Regions from separate parts of the Mus musculus genome. Here region 1 is linked to region 2. A link is a contact called in public HiChIP or PLAC-seq data. All regions are on one chromosome and are shown on one strand. Each heading gives the region's core, a stretch centred on a gene start, on an enhancer-like site or on the middle of the called end of the contact. The rest is flanking DNA. Distances are from core to core; before and after follow the strand shown. Region 1 overlaps Ralgapa2 (Ral GTPase activating protein, alpha subunit 2 (catalytic)). Region 2 overlaps Cfap61 (cilia and flagella associated protein 61).

The links. HiChIP or PLAC-seq counts read pairs in DNA pulled down with a chosen protein or histone mark.
Region 1: a contact with region 2 is called in a BATF HiChIP or PLAC-seq map of CD8 T cells, with 6 read pairs. The contact joins two enhancer-like sites. A contact is called at or near these places in 5 of 484 Hi-C or Micro-C datasets (B cells, cortical neurons, embryonic stem cells and 2 more), 3 of 115 datasets of contacts at active chromatin or transcription factors (CD8 T cells, differentiating embryonic stem cells and embryonic stem cells) and 1 of 9 other capture datasets (liver).

Annotation. Positions count from the first base shown.
Region 1 is chr2:146,414,109-146,418,278 of GRCm38.p6, forward strand. All of the region lies in intron 16 of Ralgapa2 (Ral GTPase activating protein, alpha subunit 2 (catalytic)), which reads right to left. Among named protein-coding and RNA genes, the nearest start is that of Ralgapa2, 96 kb to the right of the region's middle. Within about 2 kb of position 2,428, at least 18 of the 459 cell types and tissues checked have an H3K27ac peak or open chromatin away from gene starts, as enhancers often do. A contact at or near this core is called in CD8 T cells, where this site is marked.
Region 2 is chr2:146,115,092-146,119,457 of GRCm38.p6, forward strand. All of the region lies in intron 21 of Cfap61 (cilia and flagella associated protein 61), which reads left to right. Among named protein-coding and RNA genes, the nearest start is that of Gm34629, 18 kb to the left of the region's middle. Within about 2 kb of position 1,425, at least 31 of the 459 cell types and tissues checked have an H3K27ac peak or open chromatin away from gene starts, as enhancers often do. A contact at or near this core is called in CD8 T cells, where this site is marked.

The sequences.
Region 1 (4,170 bases), core at 1,178-3,677, 300 kb after region 2:
TGCTCACCCCATGTGAAGTCCTCCCACCTGCATATAAGCCACAGTAAAGGTTCACTCCAGCCGAGGAGATGTGTGAACACAGGATGACTCTGAGATTTCCACAAATGATTGCTGCTCTGCTTTTTTCTACCCAAATGAAAATTCCATTTTCTACTACACTAGTACATTACAAGGCCTCAAAACTATGAGCTTTGTGTGAGTCGTCATTATGAATCAAAGTTCCAACTAGACCATAGTTTAAAGATGGATGATAATGGGAACCTGAGAAAAAAGACAGGCCAATATGGCATGAAGGGGCAGTCTCATCTTTCTCAGGTCATCTTTGCCTTCTCTTGAGTATTTTTCCATAGAAGTCACACAAGGCTTATGCACACACTGCAGTCTACCCATACAAAGCAAAGACTAGGCTCTTTTCACAGGTCTGCTAGAATATTTAGCCCCAGGTCCCTACACTCTAGGGCCAGGCCTTCCGGTTATCTTCTTACTCTATATCACAAGATGGTGAAATGATACTACTCTATTTGTCATTCCTGTATCAGTAGAGGGAGCCCAAGAGCTTCCAAACTTCCTGAAAAATAATTGGCCAAAAATAATTGTGGACAGAGGGAAGAGAGGGTTTTTTTTCTTTTCTCTGAAGCCTGGTGCCAAATACTGGTGGATGCCAGTTTCTGAGTTCTGAGCAGAAGTAAATAAGAACTGAGCCAACTCTGGCAGCATCTTTGTAAAGATAAAGAACATCGCCATCTGGTGGGATGCAACACAGCCACAGCACCATGGCTTCCAAATTAGAGTGTCCCCACTGGTCCTCAGCACAGCAGACGGAGGACACAGAGCCTGCTACCACCAGCTGTCTGCCTTCCCAAAAGGCAGGCCTAATACATCTTTTAAGGCTTTGTTTTTGCAAAACTGTTAAGAGGGACTTCTCAGATGGAGAAAATCCAAGCCTGCAGAAAGAACTGGAAATGGCAGGAATGGAAGAATGGGCGAGAGAAGCGGAAGGAAAGGAACAGCCACATTCCTTGCTGTGTGTTACACTGTATTCAGCGAGAGCTCTATACAAGGGACAGGAGAATGATGGTTTAACACCTTTTCCTTCCTAATGGGTCTCGGGCTCCCTCTGCTGGCACGATGTTGTTGAAGAAAGTTCATGTTGGGCTGAGGCTGCTCCCATTCTACTGTGTCCATCTGAGTGGCTTTTTTTTTTTTAACTAATGAAAATGATTTTCCTACTGATGTAAAATGTAAAGACACAGGATTTCCTTTCAAACAAACAAAAAAAATGACATCTGAGTTACAAAACAATTGTGCAATAAATTTAGATTTGATGCATCCTGTTTTAAATGTCACACAATTTTTGTTTAAATCACTTTGAAGAACAGAATTCTGCCTCAGACTCAGTTCATTTATCCTCTGTGAAGTCTAATAACACTCGATCAAAAGCACTAACTTTCCTGTCTCTTGAGGATGTAGTTTCTCAACACCATTCCTAACCCACTGTTTTCTAAAGCTCCACTAAAACCATCAGCAAAATGATCATAAGGATTCGTGGCTTTTACCCCCACTGAGAAGAGTCAGCATGACTGAAGTAAATGTGTATGTTCTGCAGCTAACTTCTATTTTCTCCAGATGTCTGTCTACTTTTCATTCACTCTTTAATTACAGACTTCCTTATTTCATCTTATTAAATAAGCAAAAATTCTATGTTCCATTTATCCCTCATGCAAGGATGCACAAGCACAATTAGAATGTAAGGTCCTAGTTTAAAAAATACCACTGGTGATACCAACTTGATCTCACAAAAGCCCAGGAGATGCTTTCCATTTAGCACTCTCCATGTCCACAAGGTCCTGCTTCCTGAGAGTAAGTTAGTCCAGGTCCTAACTGGAAGAACTTCCATGGAGCTTGTGGAAAGACAGAGAGGCAGCTCAGCAAGGCCTCCCCTTAGGTCCCATATACTGGGATAAAGGAAGACAGTCTATCTGCTAGTTATAACCATTACAACATTCCCAAAAGAAAAAAGAAAAATCTACCCTTGCATAGCATGCAAATGCTACAGACTGATAAATGTCCCAACAGAGAAAAAAGTAACACTGCAAGACAAGCGGGAGGGACTGTTTTCAAGAAAAAGAGAGGGGACTCCCCAGCTGTCACAACTACTCCCAAGGTGCACAGATTTCTCCCTACTCATATTAATGGAAGTGGGTCATTTTGACTCTCCCCAAATTTAAACACCATTTGCTTCCCACACCTCCAGATCTACTACCATTGCTTCTATTATTACAATTCTGGTGGGTTGACTCACACAGATTAGAAACCAAAACAAAGACTTCTGCCATAATAAAAACAAAACTAGCAACCACTGACACAGTGAAACTAAAAGAAAAGCAAAAAACAAAAAACCTCAACTTGTAGCCAGCAAGAAGGAGAACTGAAATGACTTACTTATCATTTAGCTGCAGCTTAGCAGTAGATCGCCATCCACTCAGAGGTACATCAGAACACAAACCATGCTGCAAATTACCAGCCAAGTAGAATGGCTACTCACTTCTCTCAGCCTAGTCTACTCACGGGACAGTCACAAAGGACAATGGTATCACACTAACTAATAAAGCACACCTGGAGTCAGACTGAGAAGGCACTCATTACTGTACCTGTCACATCAAATGGCAGTAGCAGTTTGTCCTTAAAGTCACCCTGCTATAAAATCAGTGAAGATGGCAGAGATAGGGAGACACAGACCTGCTCCAGCCTGCTCCACTTTACAGGGCTATTTGCCCATCTGCACAATAGATCCTTAGGTCTGACCATCTTCTGGTCTAGGCTGCTTCCAGTGAGGATATTGAGTAGGATCTCTGGCTTCTACCTACCAGACAACCAAAAATGTCTCCAGATGTTGCCAAATCATTCCTAGTTGAGAGTCACTGCAGAAAGTCACTCAATTTCTGCTGGTGCCATGTACACACACACACACACACACACACACACACACGAAGAATTTGAGTGAATGAAAATATAACTCTGAATAAGAACAAAACTTTTACAAATGAAGAGATATTAATAGGAAGAATTTTTTTTTTCTGAGAACATATTCCAGAAAAACAAGTAAAAAAAACTTAAATGTAACAGTACGGAAATAAAATAGAGAAAGAAATAAAACTTTTTACATTAAAGATTTCTTTTTGGTGTCAATTAGCCAAATACCTAGCAAATTCTTTCCAATGCCTCATTCATCACCTCTAAGAAGATGCCTTTCCTGGACAAGCTGATCCGCAAGCATTTACTGCTCAGCAGCCACTCACCTGAGAGTCCCCCTCCGATGCCAGCAGCCTCACTGTTTTCACACTCAGTGTTTACTAAAGAGAGTTTCTAAGCAACATTATAGTCCCCATTCTCAGTTAAAACTAACTTCTTTCCTCATGGTATTTTACTTCAGCTTTGATTTTATTTTGCCAAACTACAATGGTGCTACAGTGTCTGAGCTATAGAAACTGTACTCACACTATCTCCAGTACTGAAAACATCTTAATCTATATCTATATTCAGAACATAAAAGGAACATGAAAACATTTCCCTCTTAAGATATAATTCACCTTAAAATCACTGAAAAATATCTCTTTGTAGATTTAATTATTCAACACATAAAATAAATTCCCTTTGAGAAGTGACTAGGCAAAACATGAGAAAACTAATTTTTGGTATTACAACACCCTCCTTTGTAACTGGCACAACAGTGATTACACACAGTGGTAGGACACAGTGTGGCATCTTGATGCATGGACAATGTGGGAGAAGTGACATTGGAGCAGGATAACTCATGTACCTATTACCCTCTCATTTACGTGACAAGCTCATTCAAAATGCCCTACTCAGGCCATTACAAGATATACAATAGATTATTACTAACTCTATTCACATTGCTGTGCTAGAGAAAAAAATACACATAAACTTAATCCAGTTGAATTAACTGGGTGAAGTCTAAGAACAAATGTTTTGAAAATTAGCACTGGTTAGTGTTTTTTGTTTTTGTTTTTTTTTTAATTAAAATCTCTATTACAGCCATGAATCTGATAACTAGCAGGATTGTAGAATTTTTGACTACCTAATAGCTACTAAACATGAACTACACAAAAACAACAATTAATATTTTTTGAAATTTAGCACAAGTGCAAC
Region 2 (4,366 bases), core at 175-2,674:
GAGACCTCAAGAATATCAGTCTTCACATGAAAGATGGAAATCCACGCACACATGGTTGTGTGCATTTGTGTGTGCTGTGTAGAGGCATCGTGGCCTTCACGAGAGCCTGGGATATCATTAAGGACTTGAGCTCCTCTTTAACAAGGACAGAATGAACAAGCTTTATATTTGTTTATTCTGGATTGGGGAGGTGGGGAAATTTAATTGTCTCCAAAGACAGTGGACCAGGCACTGCCTATGGGTTGCCAGCACAATGGCTGTTCTAAGGGTATTAGCAGGGCATTCAGTGTTGTACAGAGGCCTAGAGCTCACACAGGTCCTGCCCCTGAACACGCTGCTCAAACACACAATCCACATGATCACCCTGACAGTGAGCAACAAGAAGATATCTAAGATGAAGAACGGTTCATTTTCTGGATTACCTCTTCTCAAAAGACTAAATGCTGCTGGAGGCCATGCCAATGCCCGTGATTCATACTGACAACAGAGATCATCATATTGATGTCTGTGATCTGTGCAGTTGGCAGAGACCAGGCTGATATCCATGACATATGTTGCTGCTGGCTGCTGTGAGTAAGGAAATGTCTATTGTAGTTCTCATAACCAAAAGTGAGACACATTGAAGGCTTCTGTGACAACTTTGTTCCCAGCCCCTCCCCCAAAGAAACAGTCCAGACAGAAAGCTATTGAAGAGAGTCTTTTGGAAATGTGATAAAGATGGTCAAGTGTAGCTCTTTACAACTGATGGCTTCTGATAGGGATTGGAGGTGATGAAGAACTCATTTTTTCTTTAAGGGGCTGGCCCCTGGGAGTTTGACCATGTTCCAGTGAGTATATAGACAACACAAACTGGACTTAGTGGGATTTTTTGGTGCGGGGGTGCATGAGGGTGGGAGGGTAGACCTGGGAAGAGTGGAAAGTAAGTGTGATAGGGTGCATTGTATAAAATTCCCAAATAATTAATAAAAATATTATGCCGGGGAGGGGAAAGACAGTGGACTAATACTTGGTCTGGACAGCCAGCTTGTTAAGGGCAGAAGATAAAGGCTCACTATCAAGTAGAAGAAGGGCATTGGGGACACGGGTGTCTACCCAAGGTCAAGTTTAACTGGTTACTTCCTGGGAAATAAGAACCCGGTGAAGGGTGATGGTCAAGGAGCAGTAAACGGGGTGATCTTGTGATCTGTATTTGCATGTCAGCAGAGAGAGACTGACCTGAAAAATCAAGCTACCAAGTACGGTAACAGTCAAAGATGGTCATGTAGTCATAGGTGCAAGTGATAGCCAAAAATAGTCATCTTTACATTTGGTGGCCCGGTGAGCACAACCACTTCCAGTTTATTTTCAAGTTAGTTGGAGGATCAGTGGTATTTGAGGGCAGAGCCAGGAAGTCTGGTGTGTCATAAAAAGAATAAGGCTGTGTTCCTTCCTGCGACCGGAAAGATGGGCTACAGCTCCCTGTTGCTGAGCTGGACAGCTAGTCCGTTTCCTCTTCATATGGAGGAATGTGGGTATTCTTTGTAATAGCTTTCTTTTACTATCACAACTAATTCTCATTGTATACAGGTGGCTGGAGATGCGGGCAGGGGAAAGCAACCAAAGATAGGACCCTTCTCTAAAGAATCTGAGAACAAAGAAGCTGAGGCAGGAGGATCGCCAAGAGTTCTAGGCCAGCCTGAGCTTTTAAAGAGTGAGACTTTGTTTATGGGTTAGCAAGATAGCCCAGCAGATAAAAACTCTTGTTGTTGCAAGACTGACAGCCTAAGTTTAGTTCCCAGAACCCATGGTGGGAAAATGAAAGCAAATTCTGAAAGTGTCCTCCGATCTCCACACGTGCACGTAGCATGCACATGCCTGCATTCATCTCTCTCTCTCTCCGTCTCTGTCTCTCTCTGAAAACACACACACACACACACACACACACACACACACACACACACACACACACAGTTGCATAACTCCTTACATCTACTGGCTGTGGTAGAGGAGCTTGTCCATCTCTTGGGTCCATTCCCTAAGTCCTAGGAAAAGCCAGACTTGGCTTTCCTGTATCACAGAGCGATTGTTCTAGAAGAGTAGTGGATAATGGACATCAGGGACAATGACTGTCCCAGGGAGGAGTAGACTACCCATTGTACACACGCAGATGTCACTTCAGAGTAGGGCCCTCTCCCAGCTGCTCTTTGACACCACGGTCCTCTGCTCCCAAAGGAGAGCCCAGTGGCCGCGATGCAAGCAGCTGGGACTCCACTTTCTGTCCTCTAGAGTTACAGATGTCAATTACCCCAGCTATGCTCGTGGCTCGGCGTCGTGGAGAACAGTGAGTGACGTCATGGCTCAAATGGTGCTCTCAAGTACAGACAAAACCAGGTGGGGGTGTCCTAATAGAACCCAGGAACTGAGACATCAGCGCCGTTTATGGCATTAATTGAAACTAATTGAAATTCATCTGCCCTTACCTCTGTACTTTCCGTGGAAATGAAAGGGAGGGTGAAAGTGAAAAACAAAAACAACAAACCACCCTAATGGCTTGGAATGGATCAATTATTTTCATCTGTAGCTAAATACAGTTTACTGCCTTATTAAAAGCATGTTTGTGGAGGAACAAACATTAAAATTCCAGTGCACGCGTCACCGACGACAGAACCTTTGTTACAGCGAATGCATTCTTCCCTTTATGTTTGGCAGGGAAAAATGAGGCAGGTCAGGCTGGGGTCAGAGAAACCTTATGCTCTGATTTATACAAAGCAGAAATAGTATTGTCTATTTGTAGGCAAGATAGGCTTTGTCAACAAGTGTTTTTTCAAAGTATCCTATGATTTTTTAAAAAATTCTTTCATTAACTAGCAAGTTCTTGATTTCATCCAGATAAAATTCCAATTAGAGTATTTTAAAATCCTGGATCGTGCATCCATTTGCAAGCACAGCACAGGCTCTGGCTGCTGGGTGGGAAGCCTTCTCCCTATGTCTGCATGTTCTGGGCCCACCCACTGGCTGCAATGTGACTTTGACCTCTCCACTCTGCTTTCTGTGGGGGTGGGGTGGGGTGGGGATAACAATAAAACCTATCTTCCAGGCCTGTCTGGGGATGAAGAGGTCATAGAGAATGACCATATGTCTCTTTTGAAGTGGACGGAGGAAACAGAAGTCTTTGTTAAACTAGGACAGAATAGGGCCAGAGAGATGATGGCTCAGAGGATGACGGGCTCTGTGAGCCAACTGGTGACATGAGCTTGAGCCCAGAGCCTGAGGGTGGAAGGAGAGAACTGACTCCAGACTGCTGCCCTCTGACCTCCACAAGCATGCCATGACAGCCATGTACCCCAGGGTTCAGAAAATAATAATAATACACATCATAACTATCATTATTATTATTTAAACAATAAATCTGAACAGAGATCAGGGGTGGTAGTACACACTGTGATCCCAGCATTTAGGAGAACCTTGTCTCAAAAATTAAAGACCACCCCCCCCCGACACACACCCCACTTTGTGGTACGTGTCGGCAATCCCAGGATTTGGGGGTCATCCTCAGCTACGTAGCCTGGAAGAAGGTGATCCTTCTCCAACTTACATACAAAGATTTTTTTTTTCATTTTTTTTTCTTGAGTTCTTGAGCTGCCTGTTTGCAGGTCAGGGTGTCCTTCCTGTCTTCCTCAGCTGAAGTCTCTCTAGAAGCCTCTTTCACCTTTTGGGGTGCCAAATGGGGGTCAGTGAGCTCCTGAGCTGGAACAGAGCAGGTTCTCCCAGTGTCTGAGCTGAAAGAACAGAGATCTCCTGGCCTCTTCTGACATGATTTCTTAGAAAGGTTGTTCCATTACTTTTGTAGTAAATGTCTGACTGGGGGGGAAAAAAGCACTGCGTTTTGTTCCTTGAACTTAATAGAAAGATTAACCTAGCTTTCCGTTCCTACAAAGTGTCTTACCCTTACATCTGAGGGGATTTTCAGACCCTTGACCATGTTACTGTAATCAGGAACCAGGAAGACAAAACTGACTCCCTCCATTAACATAAATCCCGGACCCTTCTGCCCTAAAGAGAGGACTAGAGGCAGGGCACCTTTCCCACAAATTCACTTCAGTCTGAAGCAAGGGATCTTCAGTCCACACAGATCTTCACTTGCATCACCTCCCCACACTTCCTCTCTGTCTGAGAGGTCAGTACTAAAGATGCTCCCATCTCCCCATCTCCTGGGAAGCTACTTGCATAGCTCCTTTGAAAGGCAGCTGCCACCAAGCAGGAGAGTGTCTTCCTGTTCCTTCTTGCCCCAAGGTCACCTTTGGGGCTGCCCTCTGGGACCCTGCCTTCCTTCCCAGGTCTGCAATCTAGTGAAGAGAGGTACTAGCATCCTATGTAAACTTCTACA